Linked DNA regions of Mus musculus: regions 1, 2, 3, 4, 5 and 6 are each linked to region 7. The links are chromatin contacts, called in public ChIA-PET, Hi-C, HiChIP or PLAC-seq, Micro-C and promoter capture Hi-C maps. All regions are on one chromosome and are shown on one strand. Each heading gives the region's core, a stretch centred on a gene start, on an enhancer-like site or on the middle of the called end of the contact. The rest is flanking DNA. Distances are from core to core; before and after follow the strand shown. Region 1 holds the start of Lhfp (lipoma HMGIC fusion partner). Region 2 has its middle 5.9 kb from the start of n-TPagg5. Region 3 has its middle 43 kb from the start of Gm30292. Region 4 holds the start of 4930577N17Rik (RIKEN cDNA 4930577N17 gene). Region 5 has its middle 18 kb from the start of Gm30402. Region 6 holds the start of Elf2 (E74-like factor 2). Region 7 holds the start of Maml3 (mastermind like transcriptional coactivator 3).

Evidence for each region. Promoter capture Hi-C pulls out the DNA fragments that hold promoters and counts their contacts. A called contact is a pair of places that touch in the nucleus more often than the background predicts. ChIA-PET counts read pairs in DNA pulled down with a chosen protein or histone mark. HiChIP or PLAC-seq counts read pairs in DNA pulled down with a chosen protein or histone mark.
Region 1: a contact with region 7 is called in a Foxp3 HiChIP or PLAC-seq map of regulatory T cells, with 20 times the contacts expected there. The contact joins the promoter of Lhfp here to the promoter of Maml3 in region 7. A contact is called at or near these places in 2 of 484 Hi-C or Micro-C datasets (both in embryonic stem cells) and 3 of 115 datasets of contacts at active chromatin or transcription factors (astrocytes, regulatory T cells and thymic regulatory T cells).
Region 2: a FOXA1 HiChIP or PLAC-seq map of pancreatic cancer cells shows a contact between it and region 7. The contact joins the enhancer-like site here to the promoter of Maml3 in region 7. A contact is called at or near these places in 1 of 39 promoter capture datasets (pre-B cells), 2 of 484 Hi-C or Micro-C datasets (both in embryonic stem cells) and 4 of 115 datasets of contacts at active chromatin or transcription factors (extraembryonic endoderm stem cells, large pre-B cells, pancreatic cancer cells and 1 more).
Region 3: a contact with region 7 is called in an RNA polymerase II ChIA-PET map of memory CD8 T cells, with 9 read pairs. The contact joins the enhancer-like site here to the promoter of Maml3 in region 7. A contact is called at or near these places in 2 of 39 promoter capture datasets (hippocampal neurons and liver), 2 of 115 datasets of contacts at active chromatin or transcription factors (embryonic stem cells and memory CD8 T cells) and 1 of 9 other capture datasets (liver).
Region 4: a Micro-C map of embryonic stem cells shows a contact between it and region 7, with 10 times the contacts expected there. The contact joins the promoter of 4930577N17Rik here to the promoter of Maml3 in region 7. A contact is called at or near these places in 4 of 39 promoter capture datasets (cranial neural crest, liver, neutrophils and 1 more), 4 of 484 Hi-C or Micro-C datasets (CD4 T cells, CD8 T cells and embryonic stem cells), 4 of 115 datasets of contacts at active chromatin or transcription factors (bone marrow-derived macrophages, embryonic limb bud, memory CD8 T cells and 1 more) and 1 of 9 other capture datasets (liver).
Region 5: a promoter capture Hi-C map of hippocampal neurons shows a contact between it and region 7, with 3 times the contacts expected there. The contact joins the enhancer-like site here to the promoter of Maml3 in region 7. A contact is called at or near these places in 2 of 39 promoter capture datasets (hippocampal neurons and liver), 2 of 115 datasets of contacts at active chromatin or transcription factors (embryonic stem cells and large pre-B cells) and 1 of 9 other capture datasets (embryonic stem cells).
Region 6: a contact with region 7 is called in a Hi-C map of CD8 T cells, with 6 times the contacts expected there. The contact joins the promoter of Elf2 here to the promoter of Maml3 in region 7. A contact is called at or near these places in 11 of 484 Hi-C or Micro-C datasets (CD8 T cells, the G1E-ER4 cell line, LSK cells and 2 more) and 3 of 115 datasets of contacts at active chromatin or transcription factors (embryonic stem cells, extraembryonic endoderm stem cells and pancreatic cancer cells).

Annotation. Positions count from the first base shown.
Region 1 is chr3:53,040,167-53,042,866 of GRCm38.p6, forward strand. It overlaps Lhfp (lipoma HMGIC fusion partner), which reads left to right and starts at 1,381. Exons shown (of 4, transcript NM_175386.3): 1 at 1,381-1,608.
Region 2 is chr3:51,363,988-51,366,687 of GRCm38.p6, forward strand. No RefSeq gene overlaps it. Among named protein-coding and RNA genes, the nearest start is that of n-TPagg5, 5.9 kb to the left of the region's middle. Within about 2 kb of position 1,349, at least 116 of the 459 cell types and tissues checked have an H3K27ac peak or open chromatin away from gene starts, as enhancers often do.
Region 3 is chr3:52,839,085-52,841,784 of GRCm38.p6, forward strand. No RefSeq gene overlaps it. Among named protein-coding and RNA genes, the nearest start is that of Gm30292, 43 kb to the left of the region's middle. Within about 2 kb of position 1,282, at least 56 of the 459 cell types and tissues checked have an H3K27ac peak or open chromatin away from gene starts, as enhancers often do. A contact at or near this core is called in memory CD8 T cells, where this site is marked.
Region 4 is chr3:51,275,366-51,278,065 of GRCm38.p6, forward strand. It overlaps 4930577N17Rik (RIKEN cDNA 4930577N17 gene), which reads left to right and starts at 1,396. Exons shown (of 1, transcript NR_073429.1): 1 at 1,396-2,700. The region is part of intron 4 of Elf2 (E74-like factor 2); the gene reads right to left.
Region 5 is chr3:52,974,080-52,976,779 of GRCm38.p6, forward strand. No RefSeq gene overlaps it. Among named protein-coding and RNA genes, the nearest start is that of Gm30402, 18 kb to the left of the region's middle. Within about 2 kb of position 1,277, at least 32 of the 459 cell types and tissues checked have an H3K27ac peak or open chromatin away from gene starts, as enhancers often do. A contact at or near this core is called in hippocampal neurons, where this site is marked.
Region 6 is chr3:51,339,296-51,341,995 of GRCm38.p6, forward strand. It overlaps Elf2 (E74-like factor 2), which reads right to left and starts at 1,349. Exons shown (of 10, transcript NM_023502.2): 1 at 1,119-1,349.
Region 7 is chr3:52,103,661-52,106,360 of GRCm38.p6, forward strand. Maml3 (mastermind like transcriptional coactivator 3) reads right to left here and starts at 1,346. Exons shown (of 5, transcript NM_001004176.2): 1 at 19-1,346. The coding sequence starts at 483.

The DNA of each region.
Region 1 (2,700 bases), core at 131-2,630, 940 kb after region 7:
TCCAGATCTCTAAACCTGAGGTTCATGGGTGAGCTAAAAACCATGTGACATTTTGAAACATGACTTCCCAGCCTTGGCCCTACTCACACTTCAAGCTAGATGATTCTGGGTGTGCCCTGTGTAGTTACAGAGCAGACTCCTGGCTTTATGGACTGGCTGCCAGTAGGGCCTTCCCAGTCTATGGGTCATGCTTACCCCAAATATCTCCAGACTCTGCCAAATGTCTCCCAGGAACTATTCTTTCCTCTTCTCAAGACTATTGTGATAAACTTAATGTGTATTACATCGCTTTCCTGGGAGGCTCATTACCTGTATCCTATTCCTACAAAGGAAAGGCTTGGAATCAATCACTTAAAACCTTTCAAACAATCCTGAAACAACCTGTCTCCAGCTGATGCCGCCCAATTCAATGGTGCACTCGAAATTTTATTATGAAATATATTCCTACCCAGTTATTACTTCCAGCTGCTTTGAAAAAGGCACATCACAAAAACTGCATCTAGGCAAGTATGTACTTCAAAAGTTGCTGGTCCCAGATGGCAGCTTCCTAAAATAACTGTCCTCTGTGGAGACTCCAGAGGTCAGTCAGTCACCCACAGAATACGGCTCTGGCTTCCGAAGGGTTAAAAAGGCTGATGGCAAGTCAGAACTGGGCAGGGCCTGAGAAGAAATCAAAAGGAGCAGATTTCAGAAAGGAAATTCAAAGGTTGTGTAGATAGATGTTAAAGCTGATCATGGGTTGGGGAGTGGAGTGGGTAAGAGGCAGGGAAGGGGACGGGAGGAGAAAGGAGGGTAGCAGAAAGAGGAGAGAGGGTGAGAGGGGAGGTAAGGGAGTGGGGGGAAACCCAGGAAAGAGGAAGAGGAAAAAGAGGAAGAGAAATGTCTTGAAAGAAGTTCCCAAAGGTTTGCAGCTGTTGGGAGAGGCTGGCAGGGGAGTAGCCTGCCTTCTTTCTTTCTGGCTTTGCCCCCACGGAATCCAGCAGCCTCGCATGGCGTGCCCAGCCTTCTCTTTCCTATGTCCACACCCGTCATGCTCTCTGCCCTCCAAAGTGACCACTTCTCAAGAGCCCCTTAAAGCTCATAGACATCGCTCTCCCCATCTCTGAGGCTACTTCCCATCCTGGTCCTCATAAAGGCCGCGCGAACACTGCAGCCCCAGACCCCAGGGTTTGACCCAGAAAAGCAAACAGGGGTCGGGTGTGGCCTCGGCGCCCCCGGGGAGCTGCGGGGAAGGCGAGCAACTTTCTCCCTGGATTCTCAGTCTGTCTGCCGCCCCCACTCTCGCGCGTCCAGGACTGCGCGGCGGGGCCGAGGGGAGGGGACAGCGGCAAAGGGAGGGCGGGGAAGAGGCGGCGCGTGCCTCGCCTGCCAAAGCTGGAGCCGGCATCCACCGTGTTCCCGGGCCGCACGGCCGCAGCCGGCGGGCTCTCCGGGTGGGTCCCCCTGACCCTCCACCCCAGCTCTCCAGACTCGCCTCGATCTCCGTCGGGATAGTGGCAAAGGCAAGAAAGACAGTCTTCTTTGGTGCCGCGCTGTCCCCGCCAGGGAAAGACAGCAAGTTGTGCTGCGCCCGGGACTCGCGAGGGACCGCGGCCGCCGCCCGACCGGGTAAGTAGCGCGCCCCGGGGCCCCGTGCCCGGGTCCCTCCTGTCTTTCCGAGTGGCATAGTTCAGCTGAGGTCCTGTCGGCCTCCGGGGGGTGCTGCCTTCCTTTCCATCCTTATCCGTCCCTTTCTCAGAGCCGGCTGCAAGAACTTCCCCGTGCCGCTTTGCATCCAGAGATCATTGTGTGTGTTCCTGTGTGCTCCAGGGTGCGGTGCGTGCGTCTAGCAGTTTTGGGGGAGGATGGTGGGTTTAAGTTCATCTGGACTAGGGTAACTCACTCCAGCTGAGAAAGAGGTCCCTTTCTTCCCACTCCCCACCTTTAATGGTAACCCCCAGACCAACTCAACTTCAGCCTCTGCTCACAGCTGACACGATTTTAAAAACCGTAGCCAGAGGGAGCTCCCCTTTGGGTAGAATCCAGAACAGAGGGCGAGCAAAGTGTAGGAGACTGGAGTTTGGAAGCAGTTTGCAGATGGAACCCGACGGGGTGGGGGTGTTCTTCTGTGTTCTTTGTGGAGAGTGTAGCCAGGTGTGCAAGCCAGCCCACCTCATCGAACCCTTTTGAATAGCTGACTTGACATTAGGTATTGGAAAAGAGTGAGTGCTTGGTCTGAAATGGCCAGCAGGTGAAAGCACTGAAGCCAAGGAGTCAAAATAGGAGGCGTGAACACATTTGCCCCGGAAAATTAAGACAGAAGGCGTTTTTAGTGTTATCGAGTACTGGGGGTGTGTAACTATATATCACCCGATATATACACCCGAGTGGTGAATACTGTTAGTTAAATTTACAGTAACTGGGGGTGTGTAACTATATATCCAATGTATACACCTGAGTGGTGAATACTGTTAGTTAAATTTACAGTACTTCTGTAATTGTATGAAGTTCCCACTATCATGTTGCTTGGTTGGCACACTCATCAAGTGATGCCGAGGAGTGGCTAGAAACTAAGTGTGAACTTGCAAGCCAAATAAACAAACTACTGTATGGTCCATTTTATTTTAATATCCGGAATTATGTCTCCTGCTAGTAAAAAATGCTACATTGCTTTTAATGTGAGTATGTGAAATGAATTCACTGGCTTGGCAAATAGAAGCC
Region 2 (2,700 bases), core at 99-2,598, 740 kb before region 7:
TTCTTTCTTCAGCTTGGTGTGTGGCCTGTGAAGATGCCAGACAGCTCCTATAAAAGACTTCAGATGAAGAGAGCTAAGTAAGGTCGACCCCATCTACACCGCTGTGGCCAGCACTACTAAGTAAGGTAGTTACCATGTCTATGCCACTGTGCCCAGCACGGCTCTTATGCCAGAACAACAGATACAAGTAATGGCATCTCTCCATGTGGTGTTGGAACTTGCGAACACACCTATTTTCCTTCTTTCTCTTTTCTTTCTTCTTCCTCCTCCTCCTCTTCCTCCTTCTACTTCCTTCTCTTCCTTCTTCTTTTCCTTCTTCCTCCTCCTCTTCCTTCTTTTCCTTCTTCTACCTTCTTCCTCCTCCTCCTCTTCCTCCTTCTACTTCCTCCTCTTCCTTCTTCTTTTCCTTCTTCCTCCTCCTCTTCCTTCTTTTCCTTCTTCTACCTTCTTCTTCCTCCTCCTCCTCTTCCTCCTTCTACTTCCTCCTCTTCCTTCTTCTTTTCCTTCTTTCTCCTCCTCTTCCTTCTTTTCCTTCTTCTACCTTCTTTTCTCCTCCGTCTTTTTGTATTCTCTGAGTTGCTGAATCCCCAGGGGTTATTTAAATTCAAAGGAGTCTCTACCACTCATGCAAAATTACCTGCCACACTGTCTATTTGTCAAGGGAAGGTGGCTGGAGACCTTGCTTTCTCCTCCTGCTCTCTCCCCTAAGTGAAAAAGTTTCACAACACGTCTCTGAAAGACTTCGCGGTGTGCACCTCAGGGAAGCAGGATGGGCAGTCAGTCCACAAAAGGCAAGGGCGAGCTCCTCTGTGAAATTCTAGATCTTATACTCCAGTAAGAGGGGTATCAATATCACACCCAACAACTTAGTAAAAATGTACCACGTGCTGTAAGTGCTAAAATAGATAGATGGCTCAAGAGGCTCCTGAGTAAGCTAAGGTCCTTGCAAGATAACCTTAATGGCCGTGTCCCTTTGTGTTAGAAGTCACCAGATGTTCGGGGGACTATGGAAAAAAACAGCTTGAGCAAACAGTTCTAATAGCGTTTGGGTCCTAGCCATGGAAAGGGAAGGAAGCTGGCGCACAGTACTAAAACAGCAACTGCTGGATGAACGTGGAGCATTCCAACAGGAAGGGCCCAGCATCCCAGTGACAGCGAAAGCTGCATATCCAAATAAAGGCCACGTCTCTTTCTCCGGTAGCGCGAAATCAAACTTGCCAGAGGCGGCTCGCACTTTTTACAGCAATGTGGTGCGGTGTTTGCAAGTCCCGTCGCCAAGGCCGTGCAGGCTGTGTTGGCACCAGTGTTCTTTCAAGCTTCTAAGCCGCCCCCGGGTAAGTGAACCAAGCGCTAGGAGAGATAAAGTGCTAAGAGGGACACCATCTGTCTGCAGAAGGGGAGGACACCAAACGGGACTGGGTGGCGGTCGAAATGCAAATGAACACTGACACCGTGTGGCTGGAGAAAGGAAGCAAGAAAGCGAGAAAGCGTAGCCAGCGGACTGAGATAAGAGACAGCAGAGTGGAAAGTACCAGTTTCACTGGTAGTGAGATTTACCCTGTGACAATCCATATGGACAGTAGCGGGGCTGTATTCGGAGGTCTGACTTTATGGCTGGCCCAATGGGAAAAGAACCAGGTGGATGCTCTTTCCACCACTGTGGGGCAGCAGATCTTGGAGGACATATGTAACAGAGTTCAACAGGAATCAGTGGTTTTCTATGTGGCTGGCAGCCCATAGCTGGTTGAGGTTTGAAAATCGGGAAGCAGATGCCCTTACCAAGCTACAAGCCATCTGCCTCCAGAGATCACTGGAGGCTCTTATCTACAGTCTGGCCACAGTGATTTGGCACACACTGGAAAGTAGCTAGAGCTACCAACATTCCCATGAAATAGTCTGCTATTCTGCATGGTAACAATAAATGTGAGGCATGTTCCAAATTAAGACACGGAGAGACTATACAGGGTCCGTATATGTCAGTAAGGATACAAGTCGGTGCTCACCTGTGTGGACACTGCCGCAAGTCCATTGTCTCCAAGCCTTAATGCCCCAGTCTGCTAACCTGGGCCTAGTCTTGGAAGCCTCTACCCTCCATACAATATTATGTAGGCCTAGGATGTTTTCAGCCTCCGAAACTTGCTGCTGGCTAAGCACACCCTTTCTTCTTCCTTCTGAACTCTGGCTGGTTGGTTCAATCTAGCTCTTCTGACTCAAACTCCTCTCTCTCCAAGCTGTCTTCTCTCTCAGTCTCTGAATTGCTCTGCTGTGCCTCAAACTAACAGTAGCAATGTTCTAATATGGCTTCTTCTCATTTTCTGGCTCACTCTGTCTTTACCTGTCTCTGTACAACTGTCCTGGTAAAACTGTGTCTTAGTTAGAGTTTCCATTGCTGTGAATAGACACCATGACCAAGGCGAGTCTTATAAAAGCAAACATTTAATTGGGGCCGGCTTACAGGTTCAGAGGTCCAGTCCACTATCATCATAGCAGGAACTACGGCAGCATGCAGGAAGGCATGGTGCTAGAGAAGGAGCTGAGAGTTCTGCATCTTGACCAGAAGGCAACCAGGGGAGACTGGCCTCCAGGCAGCTAGGAGGATGGTCTCAAAGCCTACCCCACAGTGACTCACTTCCTTCAACAAGGCCACACCTACTCCAAAAAGTCCACATCTCTTAATAGTGTCACTCCCTGGACCAAGCG
Region 3 (2,700 bases), core at 32-2,531, 740 kb after region 7:
AGGAACGTAGACCCAGCTATGTACAGATGAACTGATTGATGATGGGGGTGGGGCTAAGAAAGAACAGCTTCTAATATCAGATTTGAATAAGATCCTGGTCTGAACAGCTTTAAGGCATCTGTGTGCACATGATCAACGGGGTCCGTGGTCACAAAACTCTTGCAGAAACGGAGGTAGAATCATTTTGAGCCTGTGGAAGCAGTCTACATCCCTGCAGGCTAGCCTAGCTCCTGAGACATTCTGTCATGGCATCCATCCTCCCTCCAGCATCCAGGACTTCTGCGCGCTAATTGGGTTTAAGGAAAACCTGTAATCCCAGTGTTCTGGCAGCTGGGACAGAAAGACTGAAAGCTTAAGGGCAGCCTGGGCTACAGAGTGAGTGATACATTGTCTCAAAAATAAAATCATAAAATAGCTCAAAATAAAATCAATAGAAGTATTTCTGTTTAAAGTACTGAATATTTAAATACTGACTATAAGAATGGACAGCACTCTTGTCTGAAGCTGTAGTCATCAGATGGCTCCCGGAAAAGCATCAACGACCCCCGAGACTTCTGTGTATACCCTGTGGGCAACTCATTTTTATCAGAATCTTTCTTCTCCTTCCTGTGTTGCCAGAACCTTTTGGACATGGGTTCTGGACCAGGAAAGACTATAGTCAGTAGAAATGCACTTGTTGCACCCTGAAGCTTCTCTGGGTCCATCCAACTCTTGGACCTGGGGACTTCCCAAGACTTTGCCCTAGGCTGCTGGAGAGTCTCATCTGTCTTCTCTGCTTGGCTGTACACTCACTGATGGCTAATGGGAGCAGGCTGTAGCGTGGGAAAGGCGAAGAGGGTTGCTACAGTGTTGCGGAGACTCAACGCTAGGCAGACTCTAGCTACCTTTGACAGCGACAGGCTGTTGAAGAGCAAGCGCTGCCTGCAGAGAGCTGGACTGTGGTTTGCTACTGTGGACACTGACTTCATTTGTTCTTATTTCTTGTTCTCAAGACAGCCTATGAATGCAGACTTGCCTGGAATTTTGAAGTGCATAGATTATTAAGGTAGGGAAGAGAAAATGTGGGTGTTAGAGGGGGACCACACCCAGGCAGCTGCCTAGGATACAGGCTCTGTAGTGTATTCTAGAAGTCCCTGGCAGAGCTCGGCCTCCAACAGAATTCTCCTCTGCCCTGAGACCGCCCATCTTCTCCTTCCAGGTTGTCTCAGCAGAACTCACCGTCTTGGCTGGCCTCTTCAGCCCTGGTTCATCTTCTCATCTGTCAGGGACCCACCTGTGGCTTTAATGTGGGCCTGCCTGAGCCCCACCCTCCTACACCCTGTGGTTATCGGTCCTCCACCCTGATCTTATCATCTGCAGGAAATCAAAACACCATGTGTGTGAGCATAAAATTCTGTCATTTATTTGTGTTGCAGACTTCAGGAAGAGGAGAGAAAGAGAAAAAAAAAAAATCACAGTTCACTTTTCATTAAAAAAAAGGGGAGGGGGGTCACAACGTTTAATTCTTAGTGACCTAAAGTCAGCTAAAGTCAGCTTCACTAACGACCAGGAAATGCCTGACCCTCGGGTCCTCACTGTTGTCATGAACTCCAAACGTTTTAAAAATGGAAATTAAAAAAAAAAAAAGTAATTACCTCTTAGCGTGTTAAAAAGTTAAGTTGAATTGCCCATTACCATGGAGATGGCTTCCTGTTTACCACACTGGTCGCCCAGCTGTTGAAGACCAGCCACCCAGCCAATGAAAAGACAGCTTTTAGCTTCCCTTATTCCATTAGTGCTTCAAATAGTGAGTCAATACAACCTGTAATTTACTAGTCGGTAAAATTTGATAAATTGTGTTTTCATATATATTAGTGGTTTTACGTTTAACAAAGTCCATCATATGGAATTACCACTATGGTTAAAAACATTATTTTATATTTTGAGAGGTAGGGGCTTCCCTGTGCTTAAAATGCCTACCCTGTGCCTTTTAAAATTCTGGTATAGCATTCTGGTACTTCAGACAGCCTCCTGCAATAAGGAATTGTCCTCTTTCCTCTTCACTGGTCAAGAAAGCTGCACTATTACCCAATACTGATACATAATATCCTTTATAACAAAATCAAGACTCTGGCTACCAATCCCCAAAGACCCTAGGATTCTAAAGTACACTATTTTGTGTCTGATAATAAATAAAAATTATTTGAAAATTGAGAAGTTTTTATTTTTCTTCCCGGCCTGCATGTAAAAATATTATCAAGCTACCTAATGAGTCCAAGGAGATGGGACCACAGATTTCAGTAACTAAATCATTTGAAGAAGAGAGGTATGGGGACTTGGGTGGAAGTGCCATGCACCTGGGAATGTGGCGATATTCGATACAAAGTATGGCGATAAAGAAGAGAGTAAAGTGTGTAAGCAGGAGGAAGCCAGCTCCCAGCAGTTTGTTGGAAAGCTTCAAAAGAGCCCTCCTGTGAAACAGTCGGCAGCTAACCACAGCTCTGGGAGGCTTCTCCTCACCTTGGAAGAAGCTCAAAGCTTCCCTAATGAGCCCTCAGGTCTCCACAGTTTCCTGCCCAGACCTTTTGGGTCTGGTCTTTTTGTCCCTTTCCTGCTACCTCCCTGTCCTTCTCAGAGGCCTTTGTGCAGCACCAATGGCTTTGGAATATAACTATCTATGCCACTGAAAATGGTGGCATCTTGAGGCAGAATGTGCTGTGC
Region 4 (2,700 bases), core at 146-2,645, 830 kb before region 7:
TGTGGGTGCTGAGAACTGAACCCAAGACCTCTGCAAGAGCAACTCTGCAAGAGCAACAAGTGGTCTTAACCGAGGAGCATCTCTCCTGCCCCAAACAGTATCTCTTTAACTATACACACTCGACACTCAAAACACCACTAACCCAACATAAAACTGTACACTAATTCATACTGATCAATGGACTGACTTTAACAAGGACCCAAGTTCCATTATGTTCCTCTCCTTCAGTAAAAGTTCCTATTCAAAAAGGCATTTAAACGCTGCTCAATAAATTGTGATTTCCCTACTTTTGAAATGTGTAAAATATGCCTCAGCCAAAACACACTATTCAGCGTTATTGTTATATAGCACATGCAGTTCTATCAGTCCAGATTTTATTTATATTTAAAGTTCCGTTAAATTTAGAGATAAACATAATTTTTCCTCCAAACCGAACTGCTTTGTCCACCAAACTACCAATTTCAAGATCCCTAAAAACAATAGGTGCAAAAAGACTGTTCTGATCTTTTACAGCACTACCGTTTGGTTACAATTTCTCATCTTCCAATCCGACATCGATGGAGATGTGAAACAGAACCAGAGGAGGGACCGCATGCGCTTATAATTTCGGTAAGCAACAGTGTTCGAGCAGTGCCACATCGACCCGAGGCCCTCGCTGCGCTGTCTGCTAGCAAGTAAAGCTGCTTTTTCTATGTAACTTAAGTCCGTGCCCTTCCGCTGCAGCAGTGGCGCAGCACATCCCCCACCCCCGCGGCCACTTCCGTGTTTACACTCCTCTTCCCTCCAATTCCATGCGTACATTGTCAGCTTCACTCCCGCCCAATCTTCATTGGCCCGGCTCGGGCCCGTGGTCCCGCCCCCAGAAATCAACGTTCTTATTTGGAACAGCTCAGGGCGCAGATTGGAACCTCGGGCCTGTCAATCGCGCGCGTTCTGTCCTCTCCCAGGCGCTTCCGCTATGGTGGGAGGTTTGGGGGAGGGGAAAGGGGGCAATGCCGAGCCGAGACTTCCCCGGGGCCAGGACGCCCTCCCGCCCGCCCCGCTCCCCGCTTTCATCTTACTGTGGACCAAAATAAACGTCCCCCTCCGCTGTCCCGCAGCCCCGGGCCGGCTGCGCGGAATACACCCGGTGTCCTTCCCGTCCACCCTCAGTCACCCGCCCCACGAGGGAAGGAAGGGCAGCAGCCCGGTTCCCCCACGGCCGCCGTTAGCCGCGGCGGGGAGGTGCCGGGTCGGCGGCGTCCCACTCGGCACCGGGAAGTGGCCTCGGGACCGTTACTCGGGCGCCGCTCCGGGAGGGACGAGGCGGGAGGCCGGGCGGGCGCGTTTTGGCGGGTAGCGCCCGGGGGGGCCGCGGCGTCCATGCGGAAGTGGCGGCTATAGGAAGTGAGAGGCGAGGGCGGCGGGCGGCCAGCGCCCCCGGCCGCGGGCAGGGGCGGCCCTCTCGGCCGGACAGCGTGGCAGGCGGCGGGGACAACAGCTCCGCTCACTTCCTGGTTCCCCGGCAACTGGGGCGAAGCGCGCAACTCGCCCGCGCCGACTCCCCAACTTAGCCGCGGCTCCGCGCCCGGCCCCTGCCGCTGCCGCTGCTGCGCCGCCGCCGCCGCCGCTCTCCCCGGAGCGACAGCCCGGATCCGAGGCAGGTTACTCTCCAAGGTGATCACTTCCTGATTTGTCGCCTCCATTACTTCATTCACTCCCCCCTCTCCGCGGCCGCCCGGCTGCCGGAGACGGACACCGGACCCGGGGCGCTGACCGCCCCGGGGGACGCTCCCCGCCCGCCGGGCGCCCCCTCGCCCGCTGCACCGATGCACGGGAGAAAAGTTCCCCTGTGCTTACCGGCCCGGATGAGCAGATCCAGCTGGTTCGTGGGTCCCTCATGCAGAGACGTCGCCATGTTTATCCCGGGGCTGGAACTGCTGCTTCACATTGACTTACACCCTGAGCGGCGGCGACAGGGGAGAAGGCGGAACCCGCGGCCGGAGACACACGCCGTGCGGGCGGCACACACTCACGCACTCGCACACACTCCGACGCCCGGATCCTTGCGCGTCCTCCGACAGGAAGCGGCGGCCGGCCCGCCTCCCGCCGCCGGGCTCAGCAGCCCCACCACCTAACGGCAGGGGCGGCGGCGGCCCCGGCTGGCAACGCGATCCTTCCGCCCCGCGCCCAGACAGGAAGTCAGTCCCGGGCGCCGGCAGCCGGCGGCCGCACGGACACCTGAGGCTGGGGAGCCGCAGGCCGCCCTCGGGGACGCGGGCCTCGCCTCGGCAGGAAGAGGCGCGCTTCACGTTCTGCGGAAGCGAAGTCTGCAAATGTCCCCTCTGGAAAAGAGCCATGAATCAAATTTTTCTTCCTAGAAAAGACCTCATACCTAGTCCCGCAGCTGTACACGGAGGTGGCTTTTTAACTTGGGTTGGCCTTCCCGGCGCTTATGCAACATACAATCAGTTCAGTCGAAAGAACTGCACTTTAAAAAACTTGTACCTAGAAAATATTCTAGAAGCATCACTAAGGAAGTCAGGAGTCTCCAACTACTTCAAAAACTGACTTGGTCCTGTCTTCTCGACAGAAGTCAGAGTACACTAGACAGGTAATTAGTAAACAGAAAAGAGCCGCCCGGCAGCCTCGGGGAGACTGGAGTCGCTGGGTTTGCTGGTCATGAAATTCGTGTGCCCTCTCTTGTATTTGCTTGACTTG
Region 5 (2,700 bases), core at 27-2,526, 870 kb after region 7:
AAGGAGCAAAGCCAGCTTGTGTCTCTGAGCCCTCACCCACTAAAGTGTCGAGACTAATGAGGCATTTCCCACCCCCCACTAGAAAGCAGATAAATGTTAACTGATGTCATGAAGTGTTACTAACAAGACTCAAAACACGAAGAATGTTGATTGTAGGCATGGCTTAGGCAAGGGGATGGAGAGAGAACAGTCAAAAAGGCGAGAAACAAGAGGATGCATACGCCAGCTTCAACTCACCACACAGAACCCTGACTGTGGTCCATGGCCTTGAAAAGTAGGAAACATCGAGCCCAAGGGGAAGGTTAATTGCTCACCACAGGCCCACTAGCTTTCTTGACATCTCTACTGGATGTCCCTGATGTTTAGTGGTAGCGTTCGCTTCTGGGCCAGATCTGTTTCTATGCATGAATCAATGCTGCTCATTCCTAGGATAAGTTCAGGAGAGCAGAGCAGGAGGAGGAAGAGGAGGAGGAGGAGGAGGAAGAAGAGGAGGAGAAGGAGGATGAGGAGGAAGAGGAGGAGGAAGAGGAGGAGGAGGAGGAGGAGGAGGAGGAGGAGAAGGAGGAGGAGCATTTTAATTACAAGCAATTCAACCTGGCAAATAGAACTCTGAACCTGTCAGAGTCCCGGACTTCTGACCCGCTCCAAGACGGCCATCTGCTTTTGCTGTGGTGCTTGGGGAAGAGGTGCCCATGCAAGTTCCCACAGAGAGAGAGAATCTTGGATCAAATCCTTGGTGCTAACAAAGCCTCCGATCTGAATAAAAGTCTGTTGAGCTATGTAATGGTTCTGGTTTTGGAGCAGGGGAAAGCGGGGTGGTGTGGGAGTTGACAGAACCTGATTTGGGCCCATCTTGATGGAATGTGTGAATTACAAAGAGTCCTCTTGTTCCCTCAGATTTTCTGGTGCAGGCCAGGGTGGGCTGGATGCTGCTGCAGTCCTTTGGAAGGGTCTAACTGGGTTCCTGCTTTGGCTTTTCTTGAGTGCCAGAACACCCCAGAAGCCTCTGAATGGAGGTCTCGAAATGTTAGAAAATACGTTGGCACTCCTTTCCTTCCAGGCTGCCAGGCTAGAGAAGGGGTGGGGGTGTTGTTGCTGGAGGCATAGGAAGGTGAGTGTGATGTCAGCTGTGTCGTTGTGACTCAGCTGGAAAAGTGGCCCCACAGATCAAGCACCAGGCCTGGGACAAGGAGATAGGCAAGGAGGGCAGAGGTGTGTAGCCCAGCCAGAGTCTAGCCTGGCAGCAGCTGCTGAGTCTCAGCCCGGCTGCCATCAGCTATCAGGGATCCTAGGCGCCCCCCTCTGGTCAGTGAGGCAAGGGTTGGCTGCTAAATCCTGGTAGCAGTAACTTGGTATTTGAGCCTCGGTGCCGTTGGTACCTGACTGATAGCTCAGCAGAACGTGACTCCTTCGGCATACTTGGTAACTATCTGCACACAGCAGCGAGCTGTGGAGTTGAGGTTCTGCTCATTCCTCTGCTAACCACCCAAGTTCTATGAAAGTTTCTCAGGCTACTACTGGGTATGAATCAAACTTTGTTTTACACTAAGCTTAGGCTCGGGATTAAAGAGTTTTAAAATAAGCAAGATATCCACCACACGAGAAAAGTGCTTCCCTACTTGTTAAGGCGATAGAAACAAAGACAAACCTCCTAGAGGGAAACTGGTGCATCTAGTTATAACCTGGATTCTCATTTTATCTCAAAAAACCTGGGGGCTGGAAAGCAATGTGGCGTATAGCACCTTCCTCTTACATGAGGCAGTACTCCAGCTGTAAAATGGAAGACTAGCTCATCTCCAGTGTGTAAGATTCCAGGATCTTTTACAGATGAAAGTCATGTGCTAAAATCCAGTCAGAGCCAGCAGGTTCCAAGTCATCTGATTACAGACAGAAAGAAGAGAGACCCAATATGGCAGGAACCTCAGCGTGCTGTGAGGGTGTGGCCTGATGCACCAGTGGATCCTAGCAGCTGGCACCGCAGCCAGTAGTTCACAGAGAGACTGCCTTCATTGGCACCCATCTAATAGCTGAGGGCTGAGGCAATGAGAGAGGAGACACAGCGGGGGCAAGACAAGGAAATTATCTTTATTATCCATCCTTTGTAAGGAGGACATGTCTTTGCCATGCTTCCTTGTTAAAAAACACTAACGGCAAAAATGCAAACAGCATATTTCCAAGTGGATCACACCTCGGAGAAATAAGTCTAACTCAAACATGGAGAAGTAGATGAAAATACATAAAGCAAACAACAAACCGACTGAAAACAAAAATTCATGATTGCTGCAAAGGCTTATTAGCTCACAGATCAAACATCACAAAGGATACAGATGATTGCCAACGGCATGAATGAAGTTCTCATCTTAACATGTAGAATGCTTTACACAGTAACTACACAAGAGACTTCATTTCTTCATTCTAAAGAGGACAATTTACTATAATTATTGTATGCCAGAACAAGTACGCATAAAAAAATGCAAAGGATTGAAATACAGGATGTATTTTTGATGCAAAGAAATATAAAATGACAGAAATATTTATGTTTGTAAAATACATGCAATTAATCCAGGAAACATAAGAGATCACTATGGAAATTAGAAAATGTTTGAAGTGAGATCGACCAATGATAGTGAGCCCAGCCCCAAAGGTATACATCTGTGCCACAGCTCCTGCATCCCAGATACATCTGCACCACAGCTCCAG
Region 6 (2,700 bases), core at 99-2,598, 760 kb before region 7:
CTATAAATCTTATTCCTAAATCCCTTTAAACATAATTCAACAGTTCCCAGTCTCATACGAAGTCATTCAACACTCTAAAGAAACTGTAACCCACAAATATACAATCTTATCTCAGTAGGGCCCGGATGGACATTGTCCACTAGAGAAAGTGAGCAGTTTGCCTCTCAACTGAGACTTGGAGAAAAAAACAAAAACAAAAGTCTTGAGCTCAGAGGCGCAGTTTTTATTATACTTTCTCACTGTCGGATTAAAGCATAAACCACAGAGTAATGTCATGAACACGAGAAAGATGTTCCAGGGTTACAATGACGCGTCCCCCATCTTATTGATAGAGTACTAAGAACTTAAAGAAAGGGTATACAGCTGAGAACGTGGTTCCCATAAGGACAGTCCACCAAGTTGGTCCGTGGGTTATTTTTCCGTCCTTTGCTGACAGAGTAAAAATGTCCCACTAAAGTCTTGAGTGGGTCCGGCCGCCGCGCGCAGCGCCGCTGAGGCAGAATCGGTACCGAGGCGCGCGGGGCGCCCACGACACTCTCCGCGAGATGCCCTAAGGGCCAGCACCGCCGGCGGAGGACCCCGGAGGAGACTCTGGACCTAGGCGCTTCCAAGAGCCCCAGGGTTTTTTTGTTGTTTTGTTGCAAACACAGATAGTGATCGCAGCCTGGCTCCCCGGGGAACCAGGAGAAGGCGGCGACGGAGGGCCGGCGGAGAGTGAGAATAAAAGAACGGCGGAGTACAACCTGTCGTGCCCGCCCCGGCGGCGGGGAGCAGGCCCGACGGCGACGGAAACTGCCGCCCGGGACGCGCTGCCCCGGCAGCCCGGCCGCCGCGCGATGACTGGCGCCGCGAGGTAAACAGCGCGCGCCGCGGTCCCTCGGCGCCACGACCGTTGCCCCGGGCCGCTCCGGTGCGGGCTCCCGCCCTGCCCCCAGCTCCGCCGGTGTCACCGCCCCAGCCTCCGGAAAGCCCCTCCGCCGCCGCCCGAGCAAACAACACAGGCGCGGGGCGGGGGCGCCCGGGAGGAGGCGACACTCGGGACGGCCGGGCTGGCTCGCCGCGCCCTCCCTCTCCCTCCCGCTCGCTCCCGCCGGCCTCCGCCGTCCCCGCGCTCTTACCTGCTCTCCCTCCACGTCGCCGAGTCCCTTGCCCTTCCCTCAGGGCCGCAGACCGGCCGAGACGCCGCAGCCGCCCGCCGTTGGCCCGGCGTCCTGCGGGAAGCCGAGGGGGCCTCCCCTGGCCACCGCGCGAGCCGCTCCGCACCACAGGACGAGACAAAACCGCGCTGCGCCCCCCGCGCGCGCCACCCTACAGATCCCCCCCAACCGCCGAGGCGACGGCGGCGACACAGCCGGGCGCGGGGAAGCTGCGGCCGGCCCCCGCCCTCCGCACCCGCCTCGGCTCCTCCCCCTCGGCCTCCTGCCGCCGCCACCAGGACACTGGAGTCCGCCTCCCCCACCCGGCCGCTCCGCGCGCTCCTCCCTCCCCGCGCGCCGCCGGGGGAGGCGACACCGCCAGTCACCGCAGCGCCTGTCAAACCGGGCCGGCTATTTATACTCCCCACCGCCCTCGGGCCCCCCGCAGCCCGCCTCCTGCGCTCTCGAATCCCGCCCTCTTCTCAGCGCCCAACTTCGCCCGAACCCGCCTGCTCAGGTGGAGACGCTCGCCACTCGTCCCGCTCCGCGTCCCCGGGGCTTCCCCACTCCCCCACGTCGCGCGCTGCACTGCGCTGCGGACGCGGGACCAGCGCGTGGGGACGGCGGGGCCGCGCGTGCACCTGCAGCCCGGCCGGGACGACACGCGCACCTCTTGGGCCACTCTCAGGTCTTTGCTGTCACCCCTCATCACCCCCCTTCCAACTCCGGACTCCCCTCCCAAGACCTCCAGGGACCGCTCTGCACTCGTAGATTAAGCATTAGGGAAGTGAGCGATTGCAAAATAAAACTCTTGTCAGCCCGGGTGTTCAGAGTCCCCGCGCGTCTCCCGGGCTCCGCGGATGGTGGCGGCGCTGGCGGGCAGGAGCGCGCGGCCCGCCCCACCCGGCCACTGACGCACGTGGCGCCCCGCCCCGCCCGTTTCGCGGCCCGGGGCGCCGCCCGCTCCGCCTCCCAGCTCGTCCACCCCGGACCCCGCCCCGTTCCCAGAAATTACCACCGCCCAACGGCCCGGCTGCGCGGCGGTTGGTGCCCGCGGTGGCCGGCGGGCGGGCGGCCCAGCGCGCAGCTGCGGAGCGCGGCGGGCGGCCCCCGTTCGGGGGGGTCCCGGGGAGCCGCGACCGCCCGCCCCAGTCTTTGTCGCTTCTAGTCCCGTCCGCCTCCGAGAAGTAACTCAAGTCCCGAGATCTTCAGAGCCAGGGTGAAGGAGCGCGTGTGTGTGGAGGAAGAGTATCTTGTTCCAAGTGTCCACGAATTGGGGAAAAAAAAGGGGCGAAGCCAGCGGGAGCTGCAGGCTTCTGGTTTGCACACTTTCACACAAAGGGGAGCCTCTGAGCAGGGCACTCTCACGCGCCTTCCAGGGCACAAAAGCCAATGACACGGTGCCCGGGATGTCCTGCGTTTGCAGCGGCTCGCTAATGGTCTTTCTTAGGCGCAGTTATGCATGCTAGGTCTCTTCCCCCAAGCACCACCACCATTCCCCGCCGCCGCGGAATGTATTTGTTTCTTTAACAAAGAGCATCGGTTGTCCCGGTGCGCGCGGGGG
Region 7 (2,700 bases), core at 96-2,595:
ACCCCAGTGAGCCCTCACCATGATCAGCGTATGGTTCCTCTGCTCGGCTGAGGCAGCCTCCGCATCTTGCTGGGTTTTACTCGGGTGCTGCTGCTTGCCGCTGCCGGCGCCCGATTTCTTGGCTCTCTGCTCCAGGGTCCTCTGATAGAGGCTCACGGTGTCCCGGCGCTCCAGCTCCAGCTGCTCCACCTGAGCCTGCTGATACCTGTTCTCGCAGTTGACGTGGTGCCGCCGGCAGCCCTCGATGCGCTGGCGGAGCCGCTCGACTACCGTGCTGTGCTTGGGGACGGCCGCCGAGCTGCCGCCGGGGCCCCCGGAGCCGCCGCAGCCGCCGGCAGCGGGGTGATTGCCACTCGGAGCAACCGGAGTGCTATTGGGAGTATTCACGCCGATCCCGGCCCCGCCGAGGCTGCTGCTCAGGCTGCTGTTGATGCAGATACTACTACCATTCGCGGCGGCAGCGGGGGCTGCGAAATCCCCCATCCTGCTCCCGGGGCACACTATTTTGGAAGAACTTTTTTTTTTAATCCACCCCCTATCAGCCTTCTCCTTGGGTCCAAGGATTAAAATAGTTTAAGTGGAACGCGGGGGAGACGCAAGCACATGGATGAAAAAACAGCGATCCCCACGGGGTGAAAAAAGGGGGAAGAGATTTTGGGGTGTTTTTTTTCCTTAAAAAAACTGTAAAGATCGAGGGGAGAAAAAAAGGGGGTGTTATCAGAATACCATCAGACACCTATCAACAAATAGAATCCCAACAAACTGAGCCGGCAGCAGATCGGCTTGCAACTCAAGGGGAGATCCGCTCCTCGCCTGCCTCCTTTTAATAATCCATTATTTTCTAATAAATTCCAGGAGGTTTCCGGTGGTTGGCAAGCATTTTCTCCCTACGTACCGAAAAACACACCCCATGTACACACACGAGCGTGTGCCTCCAGTGCGGACACGCGCGACACACACTCACTCCACGCCGCATCGGAAAACGGCGAGCTTGCTTATTGCATTTTCCTTCCACAAAAAAGTTTTGGTGTTTATGCCGCCCCGTGTTCTCAAAGTACTTTGGCTGCTCAGTTGCATTTCACAGGAGCCTAGACATCGAGTCCTCGGGCTGGGCAAGTAAACACATGGACAGTCCGAGGCGACTGCAAAAGTAGATCGCTGGAGTCCTTTGCGAAACGCCGCGCGGAGAGCAGCCACTAATGCTCGGCCAGGCTGCCGCTGCCGCCGCCGCCTCCGCCACCATCACAATGATCAACTGCTCGCCGCCGCCGCCGCCTCCTCCTCCTCCTCGCGCTCCTCCACCTCCTCCTCCTCCTCCATGCCAGCGGAGTGATATCAGGACGCGCGAGCTCAGTAAACACGGCAGCGGCGGCGGCTGGAGGCCGTGAGACAAGCCCGGGGACCCGGTGCAAAACCCGGCCCGGACTCTCCCCTGGCGGGAGCGGGCGCGGCGCGCACCGACCTGACTCCCGCCTCCCTTGCCCCCCCACCCCCTCCCCTTCCCCAATCCAGCTGCTCCCCAGGCTGGGAAGCCCCGACCTGCCAGGAAGAGGGGGGAAAACAAAGATTGGGGGGAATCTTAGGAGTGGATCACCTTTTGACCCGTGTGTGTGTGTGTGTGTGTGTGTGTGTGTGTGTGTGTGTGTGTGTGTGTGTGTGTGTGTAAGTGAGCGCGCGGCGCGCGTGTATGTGTGTGTGCGCGCGCGCGAGTGCGCGGGGACGCGCCAGGCTGGCTGTGTTTCCTTCTGCCCAGCGAGGTATCCAGCGAGCCCAAGTTGTTGTTATACATTTATGCATTATATTGCAGAAATGTGCATGACCAGGCAGAAACAGTGCAGCTTCCCAGCAGCTGTCATCCCCACCCATGTGAAATGAAATAGGCAAACGAGTGGCTTGTTTTCAAGGCCCAGAGAAGACCCTGCTAGTGAACTCTTGCTCAAACTCTAGGACCCTCTTTAACTCAAATAATTTTTTTTCCTTACGTTTATTTGTTTATTGGGAAGAAGTGCCTAGTGCCACACCCCACGCACGCTTAGAAGTCAGAAGACAGCTTTGTGGAGTCCTCTAAGGTGGGTACTTGAGTTTGAACCAAGGTTGTCAAGATCTGGGGCAGTCAGTCACCTTTACCTCCTGGAAATTTCATCAAAGTACCCATTCCTCAATGAACAGAACTAAGCAGTCAAAACAAAACAAAACCTTGGGATATTATTTATTTCTCTGTACATAACGACTGTGGTTATTATGACGATTATTGTTTTATTTATCCTTGAAAAAAAATAAAACCAAGCAAGCAGGGACTTGGAGGTGAGACTAACAGTACATTTAAACAGACTGTTTTGAACACTAGGTGCTAATGACGGCAGCAATTAAGGGTCCTGCCTAAATCAAGTGGAAAGATTGCAGATTTCATGCTTTAGAACTATAGAAAGAAAGAAAGAAAAAAAAAACACAGCATTTCACAGTTTGTTGTGACCAAAACAAAAACAAGCCAAAAAGTGTGTGGGGGGCAGGCTTAGCTTACCACTAGATATATTTTTTTATTTCAATGGATTCACATTCACAATAGCACGATTGAAATGGAGTAGCTGCAGAGAAGTAATCTCAGGTTTTGTTAATTATTATCACACATTATCTACCCAGACACTGAGTAGAACATCTGACAAGAAAGTTCAAACACCCTTGGCTCAGTCTTACACCATT